Linked DNA regions of Sus scrofa: region 1 is linked to region 2. Evidence: chromatin contacts called from public HiChIP or PLAC-seq data. All regions are on one chromosome and are shown on one strand. The core of a region is the stretch at or near the end of the contact, and the rest is flanking DNA. Distances in the headings are between cores, read along the strand shown. Region 1 overlaps LOC110255481 (a long non-coding RNA gene). Region 2 has its middle 35 kb from the start of AHR.

The links. HiChIP or PLAC-seq counts read pairs in DNA pulled down with a chosen protein or histone mark.
Region 1: a contact with region 2 is called in an H3K27ac HiChIP or PLAC-seq map of alveolar macrophages. The contact joins two enhancer-like sites. A contact is called at or near these places in 1 of 47 Hi-C or Micro-C datasets (embryonic fibroblasts) and 1 of 2 datasets of contacts at active chromatin or transcription factors (alveolar macrophages).

The regions. Positions count from the first base shown.
Region 1 is chr9:86,836,283-86,840,390 of Sscrofa11.1, forward strand. The region is part of intron 1 of LOC110255481 (a long non-coding RNA gene); the gene reads right to left. Among named protein-coding and RNA genes, the nearest start is that of SNX13, 250 kb to the right of the region's middle. Within about 2 kb of position 2,604, at least 18 of the 83 cell types and tissues checked have an H3K27ac peak or open chromatin away from gene starts, as enhancers often do. A contact at or near this core is called in alveolar macrophages, where this site is marked.
Region 2 is chr9:86,474,718-86,478,763 of Sscrofa11.1, forward strand. No RefSeq gene overlaps it. Among named protein-coding and RNA genes, the nearest start is that of AHR, 35 kb to the right of the region's middle. Within about 2 kb of position 1,589, at least 1 of the 83 cell types and tissues checked has an H3K27ac peak or open chromatin away from gene starts, as enhancers often do. A contact at or near this core is called in alveolar macrophages, where this site is marked.

The DNA of each region.
Region 1 (4,108 bases), core at 1,354-3,853, 360 kb after region 2:
TCTTAAAGATACTGTGGGTTCAATTCCAGGCCACCAGAGTAAAGTGAATGTCACAATAAATCAAGTTATATGATTTTTTTTTTTGGCTTCTCAGTGCACATACAGTTATGCTGATAGTATAATGTAGTCTATTGAGTGTGCAATATAATTATATCCAAAAATCAATGTACATATCTCAATTTAAAAATACTTTACTGCTAAAAATTGCTAACCATCACCTGATCCTTCAGTGGTTGTAATCTTTTTGATGGCCGAAGATCTTTCCTTGTTGATGGCTGCCAACTATTGATTAGGCTGGTGGTTGCTGAAGGTTGGGGTGGCTGTGGAATTTCTTCAAATAAGACAACAATGAAGTTTGCTTCATAAAATGATGCTTCCTTTCACAATTTCTCTGTGGCATCCAATGTTTGATAGCATTTTCCTCACAGTAGAACTTCTTTCAAAGTTGGAGTCAGTTCTCTCAAACACTGTTGCTGTTGTTTATCAGCTGTTTATGAAAATATTCTAAATGTTCTGTGTTGTCATTTCAACAATAGATTAAGTTTGTCATCTTCTTTATTTTTTTATTTTTTGTCTTTTTAGGGCTGCACCCACAGCATATGTAAATTCCCAGGCTAGAGATTGAAACAGAGCTGCAGCTGCTGGCCTACACCACAGCAAGAGCAACTCAGGATCCAAGCCACATCTGCGAACTATACCACAGCTCACAGCAATGCCAGATCCTTAACCCACTGAGTGAGGCCAGAGATCAAACCCACATCCTCATGAATACCAGTCAGGATGGTTAATCACCAAGTCATGACAGGAACTCCCAAGTTTGCCATCTTTTAAGAGCATGCTCCAAGCCACCATAAAACAGTAACAACCGTAGTATCACAGATCACTGACCACAGATCACCATAACAAGTAAAATTATAGTGAAAATGCTTGAAATATCACAAACATTACCAAATGTGACACAGAGACACAAAGTGTGAAAATGCTCTTGGGAAAATGGCATCAATGAACTTATCACAGAATTGCCACAAACATTTAATTTGTAAATATTACAATATCTGTAATGCACAATAAATCGAAGCACCATAAAATGAGGTTGACCTGTATCACAGATCTCTCTAATAAAATATCCTCAGTTTTATCTGTAGAATCAAAACCAGCTTTATCTTAACTAGACTTTGTGATTCTCTTTGCCAACAAAACAGTGTGACAAGCACCCTCAAGATGAACAGATATCCAAAAAGAAATTAAACAGCTTTAAAAGACTTCAGATAGCTTATCTCAGTCCTCAGGCTCCGTGATATCTCATAGCATTCAGTGTTGTCAGCCACATCTCCTCCTTCATAACATTTTTATCTCCTAAGTCTTCTGGACACATCCACTTGAATACAGCATCAGTTAAAACCCATAATTTCAGTAGCCAACTTTTCCTCCCCCAGAAGTTGGTTCTTCCACCCTACCTTCTTGACTTTCAGTGTGTGTGAGTGTATTCACCCAGCAGGTTGCCTACTGTGAAAAATCTGTCCCTGGGAGAAGTTGGGCATCATGAAAGAGAGGTTTCAGCAAGGAGTGACCCACAGCACCTTCCCGCCGCCAAGGGATCAAGCGGTCTCAAATCTTCTCCATCCTCTCCCTTCAGCTTAATCCAAAACTGGCCCAGAGAATTACATTTCTAGCGCCCAGTCTCCTTTCTTGGTGATTTGTTACTGTCCTGAAGACTTAAGTTTCTTGAAGCCAAGAATAATTAAACTTGGTAATTCCAATTATAGTGAGGAAAAATCTCCAATGTAATTAACCCAGAGTTTTAATAATGCTATACATAATTATTCTAATAATGTTATCCACAGTCATAAGCAAATTAGAGTTTCAAAACACCATTTTTACCTCATTCTATATTATACATAGCTATAGATGATATTATAATATGTACACCTACTTATATGCAATTACTCATTAATCAAAGATTTATTGAGCAACCTTTATGCTCAAGTTGCTTAGAAAAAAGTGACTACTGTGCTAAGTGCTTTACCTCAATATTTTTATTTAGTCCCTCACAATAATACTGTAGGCAGGTACTATTACAGATGAGCAAAGACAGGCTCTAGAGGTGCTGAGTGCCTTATCAAAGCCCATAAGAGGGCAAAGGGTTCAAACCCAAGTGTTTCAAACCTGGAATGCAAGCTGTGAACTAGCACCGTTTCTTGTATCCAAAATGCTACAGGAGCAAAGAGACAAGGAGAACACTGTGGGTGGGGGAGGAAGCAGGGTTCTTCTTAACCCACAGCCAGGAGTAGGTTTACACAGAAAAGGGAAGCTGACTGAGTCCCGAGAGCCTCAGGAATAAGAGGAAGGAGGGAGCAGGCAGCAGGGACCCTGCAAAGTCAGAGCCAGGCCCTAGGCATGACTCTATGTCTCAGCTCAAGCAGCTCAATCGGGGCAGTGGGCATGTGAGGACACCCATGCCACCCTCCACAGCTCTGTTAGGTTCGTCAATGGCTTAGACATTCTTTATCTGGGTCGTCATTTCCATTTCTCACTACACTATGAGTCAGTGCTTCCCAACACGGCTCTTTTGAAAAGGCAGTGCACGTCACACCCATCTTACACTGGTCAGCAGTGATGCTGAATTGAGGAACAACTAAGGACAGTTATGCAACCAAAACTTCCAGTTCTCTGGGACTGATAGCTGCGTTATGAAACTGATCTTAGAGGAAAAAAAAAAATAGGCATTATGAGAATATTCAAAAGGGCATGATGAATACCTGGTAACGTGTGTACTTTTTAAAAATTGGAGTAGAGTTGACTCACAATGTTGCGTTAATTTCAGGTGTACAGCAAAGTGAATCAGTTATACATATATCCATTCTTTTTCAGAGTCTTTTCCTGTAAAGGTTATTATAGAATATTGAGTAGAATTCCCTGTGCTACACAGTAGATCCTTGTCAGTTATCTATTTTACACATAGTAGTGTATATATGTTAATCCCAAACTCCTAATTTGTACTTCTTATAAACACTTTTTGCTAACATACTAGATCTTATAAAATGTGCCCCAAGTTCTTTGTCAATTAGTCTTTCATAGAATTTTTTTAAGGCCTACCATGCACCTGGCACTGCTCTGGGCACTAGGGATATAGCTTTGAACACAGCACACACACACACACACACACACACACACACACACACACACACACACACACACACACACACACAGTATCTGACTTCAGAAAGCTTACGTACATACAAATACACCTGGAGAGAAGCACAAGGTTTACCTTGATAAGGACCTAGTCCTCGCAACTAGTTACTCAGAGTGGTAAAGAGGGGGAAAAAAAATGCCATTTCAGTTATCAAAGAGTTTCAAAATGAGTTGGTAATTGGATGAAATTATTTTCAAGTTTTCATATTGTTTTTTTACAAAAATAATAGTTTTCTGTTTAAATGAGGTCAAGCAATATAAAAAGTCACATAGAAAGAAGGCAATAAATCAACCATATCCTGCTTCCCAGATTAGCCTATACTATCTTTACTGAACACAATCCAGACACTTCTGGTAGCTTTAGAGACAGGCAGAGAGAAAAAGAAAATGTTGTATTATTAGGATCACACTCGATGTGTAATTTTTTAAATATTTTCTTTAAAAATTATACTTGAATTAAAAGAAAAAAAAGGAGTTCCCTTCGTGGCTTAGTGGTTAATGAACCTGACTAGAATCCATGAGGATACAGGTTCGATCCCTGGCCTTGCTCAGTGGGTTAAGGATCTGGCATTGCCATGAGCTGTGGTGTGGGTCACAGACACAGCCTGGATGCCATGTTGCTGTGGCTGTGGTGTATGCTGGCAGCTGTATCTCCCTTCAATCCCTAGCCTGGAAACTTCCATATGCCACAACTGTGGCCCTAAAAAGCAAAAAATAAAAAATAAAAATAAAATAAGAAACAGAAATTGGAGAAAAACTGAATGGAATTGTTGAACTTTGAATAAACATTCTCAACAAACAGTAACACAGAGATTCACCAAAGGGAGAACTAGAAATCCCAATGCAGAGGGAGGGGTGGGGTGGGGGCAGGGGAAGGGCAGGCAAGGACACAAGTCCATTTGCAAAGTAACCT
Region 2 (4,046 bases), core at 339-2,838:
TCAGTAAGTGCTCAATGTTGGGCACAGGGAAGGAGCTCAGTAAGTACTAAAGGAATGAATGAATGAATGCAGATATAAGAGCAGCTGAAGTTTCAGCATACATAAACCTAAATTCAATCTCTTTTGTGTCAGATACAAAGCTTATGGCACCAAGTTTCAGTCTATCTCATCAGATAATGGCAAATGTTGCTGCTGCTGCTGCTGCTGCTGCTGCTGCTGCTGCTGCTACTACTACTACTATAACTCCTACCTTGGTGGTATGGCTGAGTCATGGCTAGGAAGACAACAGTGGCCTGAACTGATGGAATCTGGGGATATTTGTCTGTGTTTACTGATCAATCCAAAATCAAATAATCATTCCCCATTAGCAACTCTGACCCAGTGGATCACTCCTTCCTTCTAGACACAGTTTCTTCACTTAGCTTTTCAGGATCCCATACTTTCCTGGGTTTTCCCGTGGACTCCTTTAGCCAATTCCTCCTCTTCTTACCAACTTCTTGAACTTTTATTTTTTAAAATAATCTGTATTTAGAAGGGCAGACTTTTTAAAATTTAAGAAAGTCCACTTTAGCATTTTTTAAAGTGTGCTTTGATATCTCATCTAAGAAATCTTCACCTAAGATCTCACAGATTTTCTTCAAAATATCTTTATCTTTAAAATATTTTTTTCATTTCAATGTAGCTTTTAGGTCTATGATATATTTTGAGTTAACATTCTCTTATTGGGGGGAGAAATGAATCAAAGTTCATTTTTTTTGCATTTGGATGTTCATTTATTCCAGGATTATTTCATGAAAAGCTTATCCCTTCTTCACTACATTGTCTTTGAATCTTTCTCAAAATCAGTTTTCTAAGAGAAGGAAAAGTCAAGCTACCAACTTAGAGAAAATATTTGGAAATCACATATTCAACAAGGAACTTGCACTAGAATAAAAAAGGAACTCACAAAATACCACAGAAAGAAAACAACCCAATTAAAATATTGTGAAAAAACCACTATACACCATCAGAGGGGGTATTCAGAAGTCATGGGAACACAGAAAAAATACTCAACATCATTAGCCATTGGTGAAATGCAAATTAAAACCATGATGAGTTACCAGTACACACATGTTAAAATGGCTAAAATAAAAATTAGAATTTTAAACGCTGATGAGGATATAGAGTAGCTCACAAGTGGCTGGCGGGAATGTATTAAAGAATAATATTGAGACTGTGACAAAATCTTCCTGCCTTGACTTCTTATAACAAATACACATAATATTTCAAAACAGCTTTAACTTTATAGTATGTAGCTGTCTTACTTGCAGTATTAGTTTAACAAGAAAATCTATTTTAAATGGAAAGATATAGCACATATCAAGATCTGTATAAAATACCAAGGCCATACTTTGGATATGATGTAAAATATAATAATAACTGGGATATTTAGAAAAGATGGTATTGATGATTTTTTTCCTTGTTCCTTATGGGAATTATTTGAGAATGAATAGTTCTTTAGAACTAGCAGGACAAACAAGATCCTCCTCAATGCCAAATCAGGGAACTTTTCAAGTTCAAAAGGACTCTTCAGCTATTGCCTAGAGCCATTTCCTCATTTTTGATGACAGCAAATGAGTGGTTCATTTTCTCTTTTACAGTATTATGCCCTTTAGCTAATTCTGAATAAAACTGCTACACTTGTTTAGTGAGAATTTTTTCAACATTCCTTTATGAACAAACCCACTGTTCATAACCAGCCACATAAGTTCAGAGCCTAAAGACAGCTTTCAAAACACAAATACAAAATAAAATGAAAATGTAATGATGTGGAATCTCCATATTAATTTGCCAGTGATCTATCTTGAGTTGTTTCTAAATCCAACATTAGCTTTTCAGTGACAGCTTAGGCTGTGTAGTGAGACATTAAAGACAGATTCTGAATAATTCACTCATGTTTCACAGGCCAAAGGTCAACTCAAGGTTTAAAACTTTTACTTGAGACCTTCCAGAATCACATCCTGCTTTCCACAGGGCAAGACATTACTAGTATGCTGTTAACCTCCTGGTAAACATTGCCTAATGTATGGCTAAAAATTTATACAGAATATAAAGTTGTTGTGACAAATATTCAACACTATCACCATATATAGCCAGCAAGCACCATTTCTCCTGACTGTATGCATTTGGTGCTGTTTTTGTTGAACAAAATACTTTCCAAACATAAAGCTTTGCTACTTAAAATTCAGGCCAAAAAAAAATCTTTTCCTGGGGCTGATTTATATCTAATATTTCCACCAATGTCTATGTGTCAGTTCATTGTCAACACACAGACAAAGCTCATGCATAGACCATATTTATTGAATTATTTCCTAACACAGTCTCATTGTAATGCAAAATGGTTAGTGCTTAGAAAAACATATAAATCAATTATCCTAATCTGGAGCTTGCAGGAAGAATGTCAAATGAAATTTTAAGGTTTTATTTTATCTGCATATGAAATTGATAGCTGAGATATATGAGTTTATCAAGGACATTTTTCACTTGTGAATTTTACAATGCATGGTCATAACAAAAATCTTCCTCTTTTGTTGGGTATGAGTAACTTCTCTTGACAGTCTTATCTTTAGTTCACTATAGTAGTTCCTAATCCCCAACTTAGAGTATAAGGTAGGAAAGAAGATGTGGAAACAGAATATTTCAGATTTGAAGACTTTGAGTGTGAGGTACTTGTGGGACTTTCAAGTGGAGATACCCACAAGGTACTTGAACCTATGGATATAGTGGTTTAGGAGAGAAACTGTGGCTAAAGGGGCAGATTTGTGTCAGAAGCATTTTGGTGCTACAAGAAGCTATGTAAGTGGGAAGAGAAAACCAAACATGTGAAAGAGTAAAGATGTGAGGAAAGAAACCTTAGGTACACCAACATTTGTGGGAGGGTAAAAGAGAAGTTCATGAACAGAAGAGAAAGGACAAGAAAGGGACATGGTGTCAAAGAAAGCAAGGGAGGACAGAGTTCTTGGAAGCCACATTTGCCCACAGCAAATGGGACATCAGGGAAGATAAGTACCCAAACGTCTCTATTTATTTCAGAAATCAAGAGATCATGGGTGATAAGGACTGAGAGATTTCAGTGGCACAGTGTGATTAAGCAATGAACAACTAGTGGCAGTCTTGTAGTTATCCTGACTTTGTAGAGAAAGAAATGCCATAATTGCTGTAAGCTGTGGTGTAGGTCACAGACGAGGCTCGGATTTGGCTTTGCTGTGGCTGTGGTGTAGGCCAGCAGCAGCAGCTCCAATTAGACCCCTAGCCTGGGAACCTCCATATGCTGCGGGTGTGGCCCTATAAAGACAAAAAAAAAGTTATAATGATTTTTAAATGAGAAAGAGAGGTGATAGCTATACAACATTATGAATGCACTAAGTACCACTTTAAAATGCTTAATTATATGTGAATCTTATGTCAATAAAGAAAATGTTATAATGATAGAAATTTTAACTTTTTACCGAAAATTGTATTTTTGCTACAGACATCACATGTGTTGGTAAACAATTTTGAAATATTTGTATTACAGTTTAAAGGACTCATTAATACTACCATTATTATCCATAAGAGCAAAGGAGCAGAAAATAAACTTTGTGGAAATGCCAGTGTACACCTGTTTCTTTCTGCTCAGAATATTTCCCAAGGTCTGCCCATTCTCAGAGTCCAACTCATTGACCATTTTTTTATATAAGCTGTCCCCATAGCCTAAAAATAAATCCCTTTTTGGCACCCCTGTCAGAACACTGAGGTTCTGCATAGTTGTAATTGCCTGTCCCTCTGCTAAATGGAAAGTTCTTTGAGGGCAAGATCCTGCTTTCTTCCTCTTTATATTTATCAGTATATAGTATATGCTCAGTTATCACTGGTTATATTGAAATTTATTGATTTGAATTCCTTAAAATTGATTATTCTTGATCAATTGACTTTGCAAAATCATTGTTTCATTGTAATTTTTTCTCAAATTCTCCATCCATTTGGAATAAAGAAATTGGACATAAAAACCTAAAATTGGACCTGGC